3 separate regions of the Mus musculus genome follow, and regions 1 and 3 are each linked to region 2. A link is a contact called in public HiChIP or PLAC-seq and promoter capture Hi-C data. All regions are on one chromosome and are shown on one strand. The core of a region is the stretch at or near the end of the contact, and the rest is flanking DNA. Distances in the headings are between cores, read along the strand shown.

What was found. Promoter capture Hi-C pulls out the DNA fragments that hold promoters and counts their contacts. HiChIP or PLAC-seq counts read pairs in DNA pulled down with a chosen protein or histone mark.
Region 1: a contact with region 2 is called in an H3K27ac HiChIP or PLAC-seq map of heart atrium, with 2.6 times the contacts expected there. The contact joins the enhancer-like site here to the promoter of Fbln5 in region 2. A contact is called at or near these places in 10 of 39 promoter capture datasets (the 3T3-L1 cell line, cranial neural crest, embryonic stem cells and 4 more), 2 of 484 Hi-C or Micro-C datasets (nephron progenitors and spermatogonial stem cells), 1 of 115 datasets of contacts at active chromatin or transcription factors (heart atrium) and 1 of 9 other capture datasets (adipose tissue).
Region 3: a contact with region 2 is called in a promoter capture Hi-C map of embryonic stem cells, with 2.6 times the contacts expected there. The contact joins the promoter of Tc2n here to the promoter of Fbln5 in region 2. A contact is called at or near these places in 9 of 39 promoter capture datasets (cranial neural crest, embryonic stem cells, frontonasal cranial neural crest and 3 more), 5 of 484 Hi-C or Micro-C datasets (brown adipocytes, embryonic stem cells and palatal mesenchyme) and 1 of 9 other capture datasets (adipose tissue).

What each region holds. Positions count from the first base shown.
Region 1 is chr12:101,739,430-101,742,672 of GRCm38.p6, forward strand. No RefSeq gene overlaps it. Among named protein-coding and RNA genes, the nearest start is that of Tc2n, 23 kb to the left of the region's middle. Within about 2 kb of position 1,347, at least 14 of the 459 cell types and tissues checked have an H3K27ac peak or open chromatin away from gene starts, as enhancers often do. A contact at or near this core is called in adipose tissue, heart atrium and liver, where this site is marked.
Region 2 is chr12:101,817,532-101,820,595 of GRCm38.p6, forward strand. It overlaps Fbln5 (fibulin 5), which reads right to left and starts at 1,588. Exons shown (of 11, transcript NM_011812.4): 1 at 1,203-1,588. The coding sequence starts at 1,219.
Region 3 is chr12:101,716,567-101,719,832 of GRCm38.p6, forward strand. It overlaps Tc2n (tandem C2 domains, nuclear), which reads right to left and starts at 1,957. Exons shown (of 12, transcript NM_001082976.2): 1 at 1,836-1,957.

The DNA.
Region 1 (3,243 bases), core at 97-2,596, 78 kb before region 2:
CTATTTTTCTGAAGCCAGAGTCAAGATACAGAGTTCTCCAAACTGATTAATAACCTTGATTAAATAGAAACCTATTTAAACATGGTATGATTTCAAAACAGAGTCAAGCTTGTATACTCAAAGTTCCTGGTTCAGGCTGGCCAGCAGCTATTCCAGGCTAAAACCAGCAGCTCTCATTTGAAAAAGAAAAAAAAAAACATGGATTTTGCAGGAAGGGAACATCCCAGGGTTAAGGTCAGCTCTGCCATGCAAATGCAGATGATGTTGGGCTTCATTTTCCTTAAGTCTTATTTTTTTTTTTAATTGGAAAGAAAAATATTCCCCCAACAAGTTTTAGAAATAACAATGATTGAGAAAACAAAATGAAAAATATGGTCAAATTTCAATACAAATCTCTCTGCATGTAGACACAGATGAGATCAAATACAGAGAAGACAGTGGAAATAGAACATAAAAGACTCTCATTCAACATTGGGGAAAAAACAAACTAACTGGAAAAGGTTTTAAGGAAGAAAGCTAAAGGGTGGTCTTCTAGAGTGTTCATCCCAGAAAGAGTAACTTCTTAAATTCCTTTAGTACGTAATGCTGCAGCCCTTTAACACAGCTCTCATGTGGTGACCTCTAACCACACAATTATTTTGTTGTTACTTTATAATTGTAACTTTGCTACTGCTATGAATCATAGTGTAAATATTTGATATGCAGGATAGCTGATATGTGACCCCTGTGAAAAGGGCATGACCCACAGATTGATAGCTACTGCGTCAAACTCTTCCTAAGGGCAGCATCTAGAACAGGAAACAGTATAGTCAGCCATGACTGACAGACTGTTTTCTTGACTTCCACTCTGTGTAACTTGAACTCTCTGTAACATTGCCTCTCTGAACAGATGAAAAACAGGAAGTAGAGAATGGTTATATCTGCCACGAGGAGAGAGATGATGTGAACAGTTTTTAAAGCCCTTGTCTGCCTTTGCTATTCTTCACAGAGGACCTTGGTGCAACCTAGCATCCTGGGAGGCTTTGACCTAAATATTAGGTTGCGATCTTGAATCCTTCAGAGTAGAGTTAGATGAATCAGAAGCCTGGAGCCCTCAGAGGAAGGAGAAATGAAGGGGAAAGTTAAATAGGGGAGAGGGAAGGATGGGTAGTGGAAGAGGAAGCCAGTAGAAAACAGGAGTGGAAAGCTAAAATGTCATTGCCCTGCACTCCCAACTCCTCGGGGAAGTTGGCCACACACCCAGATAAGCATGGTGTGTGTTTGTTTTCTGAGGTTGTCATGACAGTGTCACACACTGGGCAGCTCAAAACAACAAAAATGTAATCTCTTACAATGCCGAGGGCTAAACATCCCCCAGTCAATTTGTCTGTATGGCAACAATCCTCTGAAGGCTTGAAAGTTCCTCCCTGCCTCTTCCTAACTCTGATAACTCCCAGAAGTCCCCAATGTTCTTGGCATATAGCTGACACTCCAGCTCTGCCCAGCCTTCATGCTGCCCCTTTCTCTCTAAATCTCTCTGGCTGTCTACTCCTCTTGTAAGGACTTCAGGACTGGGTTAAAGGTTCATCCTATCCCATTAGAAAATTGTCTTCATTTGACCAAGCAAGTGTGCTAACACCCCATTCCACTAGGTTTACACCCCCAGGTTCCAAGTAGACATGAATTATGGAGGACACTATTCATGTTGTCTTTGTAGAAATCAAGCAAGAAGTATCATGTCACATCGGGGTCCACTGGTAAGAATCTCTTAATAGGTGATGGGCTTAAGAACGAAAGGAATTCAAGAAAAGTTGAGGCTTTGGAGTCCAAAAAGGCTACAGAAATCATGGCTGCCCTGCATCTTCTGTGGGGCTTTGGAACTATGAAAGGTCTCCATTTCCACAGGGCATGAGACAAAGAAATCACAGCGACATTCTCTAGATCTTATAGTGGTCAGGTGTCCTTAGCTGACTTTTGAGTTACGAATAACAGAGACATGAAGGAGGGCAAACAGAGAGGTGAAGGAGGGGACAGGATGAAAGGTGTGAGGTAAGCTAGTGAGTTTTTAAAAGGAGACCAAGGACAAAAATAACACACCAGCCCTTTGGGGCATGATTAAGCACCTAGAAGGGTTCAGGTGCTCAATAAAAGTTTGGGAAAGAAAGAAGAGCAGAGAAGTCATGGAGTAGGAGTGGGAAAGAGTTGTGCATTTAGTGTAACCAACAAGTGCTCCAACTGCTCCCAGAGCTACCAATACTTAGGCTGTGGCCATAGTTCTAACAAACATCAGAGCCCAGAGTCCCTTGAGGTTCTCTATGCAACACTAGCATGTGGCTGAAGAGGCAGTCATGACTTCCCACCGAAGCCTTCTGAAACTCTCTGGTTCTGAGTTGCATTGCCATACACTTCCAGCCATTCTATGGCTCAGCTGTCCCTTATCACGCCACTTACTTTACCAAATCCTCATGTAAAGTTACGAAAGGTGACCTCAATTAGATCTCTCCTGGCCTCATCCTACCGAGTGACCACATGACTCTTAGATCCCTTGAAATAAAAGCTAGCAAAGGACGTTAGACTGGAGACATGCTGTAGGCTGGGGATGGACACGAGACCAAAAGCCATATCAAAAGATCCATTGTCCATGTGTCACCGTGTCGTGTGACCTTTGCTGGGGAGAATAAATGCAGTATGTTTCCAGGGGAACATGGCTGAAGAACATTTATTTCCCTGAATTGCAAGCAAATGATGTTTCAGGAAGTTAGGTAGTAGCATGTTTAACGCAATTTTCAGTTTTCATATTTGGCTGCTAATCATTTTTGCCCATTTCAGAATTCATTCTTTTGGGGTGGGGGGATAATAACTAAAATTCCTCATCACTCACTCTGGAAGCCACTGCCTGCTCAACTGTGAGGAAATGAAGAAATTTTACTTCCATAAGTGTATGTGGCTCTGTAGATCAAAGAATTGTCCTGGTGAACTCAGACCATCTCATTTTACATCCCTCCCCCTTCTCATATACTCTCCAACAAATGCATGTTATAAACAGTAAAAATAAATAAATAAATAAAACTAGCCCAAAGTGCAAGGAACTACTCTGGCTGCCATGAGAGAGTCCAGATGTGCAAGCATCATGGGCCTCAGCCTCTCATCTGCATCCAGTTCCCTTCTCAACTGCTGCCACTCATGATTCCAAGCAAGCTGCCCTCCAGTGCACACTGCTGAGTCTTTAACATCTCCACCTGGGGCTCATGCTGAATGACGTTA
Region 2 (3,064 bases), core at 338-2,837:
CCTGTTTCTTCTCATGAAGTTTCCTTTCAGGTGGTTATAAAATCCCGTCTCGTTTATGTTGGAGACAGAGCAGCTTGACTGTATGCAGTACAGTTTGAGAGAGACTGGAAAAGGCATGCTAACCCTACCGGCTTCTCCCCCTACCCCACTCCCCATTCCTTTTGGCGAAAGCCAGACCAGGGCTGGCCAGCTCCAAGCCCAGCCTCCTGGAAGAGCTATGGCTGGGTCCTGGGGGCCAAATAATCTCTAGGCTAACAGAGAAGCTTTCCAGAAAGAAATCATACCAAAATTGAAGTATAATTAATACTGGGGAGGAGAAACTGTCTCAACCCTTTTCTTTTGAATCTGGGTCCACCATCCAAAAGAGGAGGAGGAGGAGGAGGAGGAGGAGGAGGAGGAGGAGGAGGAGGAGGACAGACCCTCCAACTGTCTGTCAGTGACAGACATTGCTGGTCAGAGATGTGGGATGGTAATATTAACTATGGCTTACCATAATGAGGCTCGGTTTGTATTCGCATGCATGCACCCCTCCCACATGCAAACACACACAGAGAAAGTGTGTAGATCTATGCAGGGCAGCTATATTTTCAAGAGACACTGGAGAAAGGGAGAACAGATGTCATCCTTAAACTTCCTCAAGGCTCAAGGATTACTTGACTGGAATTGCAATTTCCGCAAAGAACAGCAAAACATTTGCTTACATGCGTCTCTGTCTGCAGAGTCCACTGTGCATTGGCTCGAAACTTCTAGGTCCCATTCCCTCTGTAAATCACACACATAGAGCAAACGCAGACAGAAGTGTTCGGAGACTTCTGCTTGTCTCACAGCCGTTGCAGCAAAGCAATTGCTGGTGCCGTAGTCAGCAGTCTCCCAAATTTAAAAAACATGTAGTGTGATAGTTTATAAACTGCGCACAACGTTGCTGCCCTTTCCAAAAAGAAAGAGAAATGACCTAGAGAGGTTGTCTGCTGCCTCTCTCGAGATGCTGACTCCTGACGCTGTTAGAAAAATCCCCACTCCCAAACGAAGACTTTGAGATGGGCGCAGCTTTTTGTAATTAACAGGGTCATTGCATCACTAGCTAAAAGTCTTTTCCAGTGCCCTGACACAGGCGGAATCTCAGCCATAGCTATTTTCCACCCATCAGGTCTGGAGTTAGGTTTCTCAAGCCTGGAGACAGTTCCTGGCGCCTTCCAACCTACCTTTTTAATCCTGGCATATCCAAGATGCGCGGGAGGAGAAGCGACGCGAGGAAGGCAGGCTCTGCGGTGGGACTGGGGCGGCTTGGTTCCGGAGGGGCCGAGCGGGCAGCGCGGAGGGCCGGGACAGTGCCGGGTGCTGGGAGCCACTGCAGAGCCCTCGCCGCCGGCACCTGGTTTCGCTTAACCCCCTTCAGTAATTCAGCATTAAGCCAATTGGAGGAGGAATGTTAAAAATGAACACTTCATTTTCTAAGTATGTTAAACAATGCAAATGGGGCCTCGGTCTGGACACAGCTGGTTCAGATTACAGCGCTCACCAACTGGCTAGACTCCTCACAACAATCTTGGGGCGTCTGCCAGGGCCAAGTGCTCGGCGCTGGGAGGGGAGCCCGTCAGAGCGCGGGGCTGGGGGGCGCCCGGCCTCCCCAGGGCGGAGCGGGGCGCGTGCGAGGGGGCGTGTCATCAGGCTCTGTGGCAGCACGAACTTGAACTCACACCAAGGCGGCTTCACGGACGAAAGACGCGTGAGCAATTGGGAACCCGAGGCTTAAATCACGGGCTGGAACAAGCGTGGTACCCCTAAGCTGGGATGTGGGGGTAAGGGCGGACCAGGAAGAGCAAGCAATGGCTGAGAACTCTCCTTGGCCGCCCTCACCTCGTTATCCTTAGCTTGTTGTTGTTGTTGCTGCTGCTGTTGCTGTTTCTGGCCTTCAAAGTAGAAAGGTGATTTGTAAAAGTCAACAGCGAAAAGCCTAAAGAATGGTGGGCTACACTTGGGCCCTGGAAGCCCCGCCCCACTCCCTTTCGTTTCATAGCTCTGGAACCCTCTATCAAGTGCAAAAGTGCCAAAGACACTGCTCTCCAAAAGACACGACGACCAGACTGCTACACCGCAAGACCTTCCTTGCCTGAACCTTCTCTTGGACCCTCAACTGCCCGACCTACAGTTCAGAAAGCAAAGGGGCAGAGTCCCCCCCCCCCCCATATGCCTCTGTACAGTAGAAACTGGTTCAGTTTCCTTGGAGGTGGGAATAAAAGGGGTCGAGTGACTTCCCCACTGCCTCATGGCTCTCAGAGATGCCAGCGAGTCTCTGAAGCCTACATCCTATTCTTTTCTAACACTGTTTTAAGGAAACGGACTCTTACTCTAAAATCTCGTTAGACTGAACTAGAGCAGCCAGACTGCTGTTGATTCCGCTGAAGCTCAGAGGTCAACTGACCTGATTTATTTACTATGGGCGTATGAAATGGCTAAGAATAAACTACATTTAGGTTCATCTCCTTCATGAGATAGTACCTCCCGTCCATTGTTCTAGTAGCTAGGATTATAAAAACCCTTCAAGTCCACCAGTTCTGCACTAAAGGGGCGAAATAAAGAGAATTTCAGATTGGGAAATAAATGAGAGTAACCCATCAAAATAGCTAGACCTCTAAGTGTGCACCCTGGCCTGCTGCTCTGTCTAAAGCTCAAAGTCGGCAGTGACTGGGAGGGAGTACAAAAGAACCTCTCAAGTACCTGATGTAATTTCTGGCCAAGGCACTTCGTACAGTAAGGAACATAGACTTGAGTTTCATGATGTTGTGCTATAACATGTTTTAAAATGCTGAAGAGGCTCCTCACACACTGATATTGCAGGCTTTCTAATATACTTTATAGTTCTAATAGAATCTTGGTAGTCACATAGACCAATTTTATTAGATTAATATAAAAACTATGATTGTAGGGGCTGGAGAGATGGCTAAGAGCATTGGCTGCTCTTGCTGAGGACCTGGGTTCAAATTCCCAGCACCCACAAGGTGGCTCAAACCTGCTGATGACTTCAGTTCTAGGGGACCTGATTCCCTCTTCTGACATACATGCA
Region 3 (3,266 bases), core at 707-3,206, 100 kb before region 2:
ATATGCAGCAATTGTGACCTGATTTCCACATAAGACATCTAGGAGAATCATTAGGACATACCTGCAGAAGTCAAATGACCCAAAAGCAAGTTTAAAGTATCATAGTACTGGACTTCAAGTTAAATACAATCTGAATTGTAGTTTAAATACTAATAGCAACTCCTGAACCCAATATACAAGATGCAGTACTAAAATATCATTATTCACAATTTATAAATAGTGCTATTCATTGTGATCAGCTACTTGTTCTCAGTTTCCAAAGTTTGAGAGAAGAAAATGGATTTTAACAAAAAGCTATTCTATGGTCTTTATATTCTTTCCAATTTCACAATAAACTCCCTTCTAATAGCCATTGTTGTCACTGTTCCTAATTTTTCTCAAAATATAGATTCTACACTCACTATTTTCTACTTCTTTATCCTCTATTTACAACTCAAATTAATTCAAGTTTGGCTTCTGCCCTTACTATTTGACTCAAATTACGTATGCTGAAAGCAAAGACCCTCTCCACTAGTTACTAAAGTCAATAGGTACTTTATTTCCTAATCCATTTGACTCATGTCACTTGAACACTTCATTAAAACTCTCCTCTCCTGATTCCTATTTCCACTGTCTTCTAGAATTTCTCTTTTTTCTCAAAGCCTCTTCAGTCTCCTTGGTTGCCTGTACCCATCACTTAAAATATTCATAATTTCTGTGGTCTTTCTCTCTTCTGATTCTGTACCTACTTAAACGGTCTTTTATACCCTTACACAATTTCTGAGTCTAGCTTCAGAAAAACCTATTACCGATAAATCTTGCTGCCAGCTAGACAACACTGCCAGATGTCCTAAAGGAACCTTAACTTGTTTTCTCTCAACCTGAGTTAATTTCTTCATCAATAAGTTCTATTCGTGAATAATTATAATTCAAATGAACCAAAGTTCAAGACCTAGTTAAATTTTTGTGAAGGATAAAAAAGTACTCTCTCCTAGTTATAAGGGCAAAATGTTCACTAGCAATCTGTACTGAAAAACAATTACAAAGGGAATGATAAAAAAACAAATGCCCTCGAATCTCAGACCCAAATACTATTAACTTCCTTCTAGAAATGGTTTTAATCAAGTTGAATATTAAACATGTAGGAAAAAATGGGGGTTGCTGTAGATTCTGTTACGGTAAAAGGGAAGATACAACTCTACCGGTTGCCTACCAAAAAATATTTTAATTACAAAAGCAAAAACTATATGCTCTTCCTTTAAAATATTCTTCCTTTAAAATATCCTTCCTTTAAAATATTCTAAACAAATGTTTGGTTTGGTATCTATCCCACAACTTAACTATTCTATCTCCCTATATTGAAGGAAAATCATAGTAGAGCGTGAGAGAGAAAGAAAAAGCACATATGAGGTAGAAACCATATTGAGAAGTGCAAAAAGAAATGGGAAACTGGCACTTGACACCCTTTCGCAGCTCCAAAGCTTCGCAGGTAAAGTCCCGAGGCTGCTGCCTCGCTCGCCTCTCACAGACCGGAGCGCACCTGAGGCTCGCGAACCCGAGCGGACAGGGGCAGGCTCGGGTCGGCGCCAGGGCGGCCGCGGTCCGGCGTCTCACTGAGGCCACCCGCCCAGCCTCGCGGAGGGAACCGGCCTCCGCACCGCAGGCGTCCGATGGGCTCTCGGGAACAGCCGGCGCACCTACGCCACCGCGAGCCTGGACGGACGGACGGACGCTAAAGAGTCTCAGAGACTGAAAGCACCCGGCTGCGTTGCACCTCGGCCAGAAGCCCGCGGGCAGAGGCCGCTCTCGCACGCGCCCCACAGCCCCCAGAAGCCCGCCCGGAGCGAGAGACACACCTGCGTCGCCGCGGTCTGGCGCTCCTCCCGGCGCCTTCACTCAGGGCTCTCGAGGGGCGGGCGCCCTCGCGGCACCCACCGCCAAGGAGGAGTCCCACCGCTCCGGCTGCCTACCTGTAACTGACACAGCAGCGCTCAGCTCCTCCCAGCACCTCACGCGGCCACGCCCCTTTCCCCGCCCCTCACGGCCCTGTGGGCCCCGGCTCGCTCAGGACCAACAAAACCTCACCACGCCCCTCACCCCGTCAGGTGCCCCTCCTCCACCCCAGAGGTACCGGTCTCCAGGACAGCCCCGGCCCTCCTTGGGGAAGCCGGGTCAACGCTCTTAAGTTGCTACTCCCCCTCCTCTCATGCTTCCCTGCCCTACGGAGAAAACACACAAGCAAGCAAGCAAGCAAGCGCGCACACACACACACACACACACACACACACACACTCATTCACTCACTCACTCACTCACTCACTCACTCACTCACTCACTCACTCAAACAGGTACCCTTCCCCACCACCTCAGAATTCCCGCCTCCCAGGACAGCCCCGCCCCTCCTCGCGTCCGCTCCGCCCCTCAGAGTGGGACTTTCAGCACCTAGAACAATAGTGCTCCAGCTGTCTTGGTTTCTAAGCAGGACCTAGCTTGAAGACCTGGGGCATCCTCACTCCTGAAAGACCAAACCCAACCAGGCAGAACTTGAAGTGTGCTGAGTGAAACAAAAGGAGAAGGAAAGAGGGAAAGCTACTGGCCTGATGAACTCTGAATTTGGCTCCCCTAAAACTCAGTCTTTTTGCTGGAGCTGTCTCTGTACCCTTTTTTCAAAACAGAGAAGTTGGTTTTTTTGTGACTTTTAATGCTTTATAAAACGTTTAATTATAAACTGAAAAGACCTTTCAGTGGTTTTCTTAAAGACAACTGGGATTTGATTCCCAGCGCCCCCGGGGGGGGGGGGGAGGAGACGGGACTCGAAGTTCACAATTATCTATAACTCCAGTTGCAGGGGATCCAGCACCCTCTTCTGGCCTCTGTGAGCAGACTTACACATGAAGGCAAAACACCATGCATGTAAATTAATAACATAAACTAAAATTTTTCAGATTCAGTTCAAGTCTCTTCACTATGGTTGTTTTGTGTCTTCTACTGCCTGTGTCAACTACAAGGCCATGTATCACCCACCCCTTTTTTTTAATTTACATCCCAAATGCTGCTCCCCTTCCCAATCCCTCCCTCATTGAGTCCCTACCCCCATCTCCCCTTCCTTTCTCCTTTAAGAGGATGCTCCCTTTGAGTCTCCCCCACCACCCTGGCACATCAAGTCTCTGCCAGATTAGGAGCATCCTCTCACACTGAGGTCAAACAAGGCATCCTGTCTGCTACATATGGACTTGGAGCCTTGTTCCAGACCTTGTGTGTTCTTTGGTTGGTGGCTCAATCTCTAA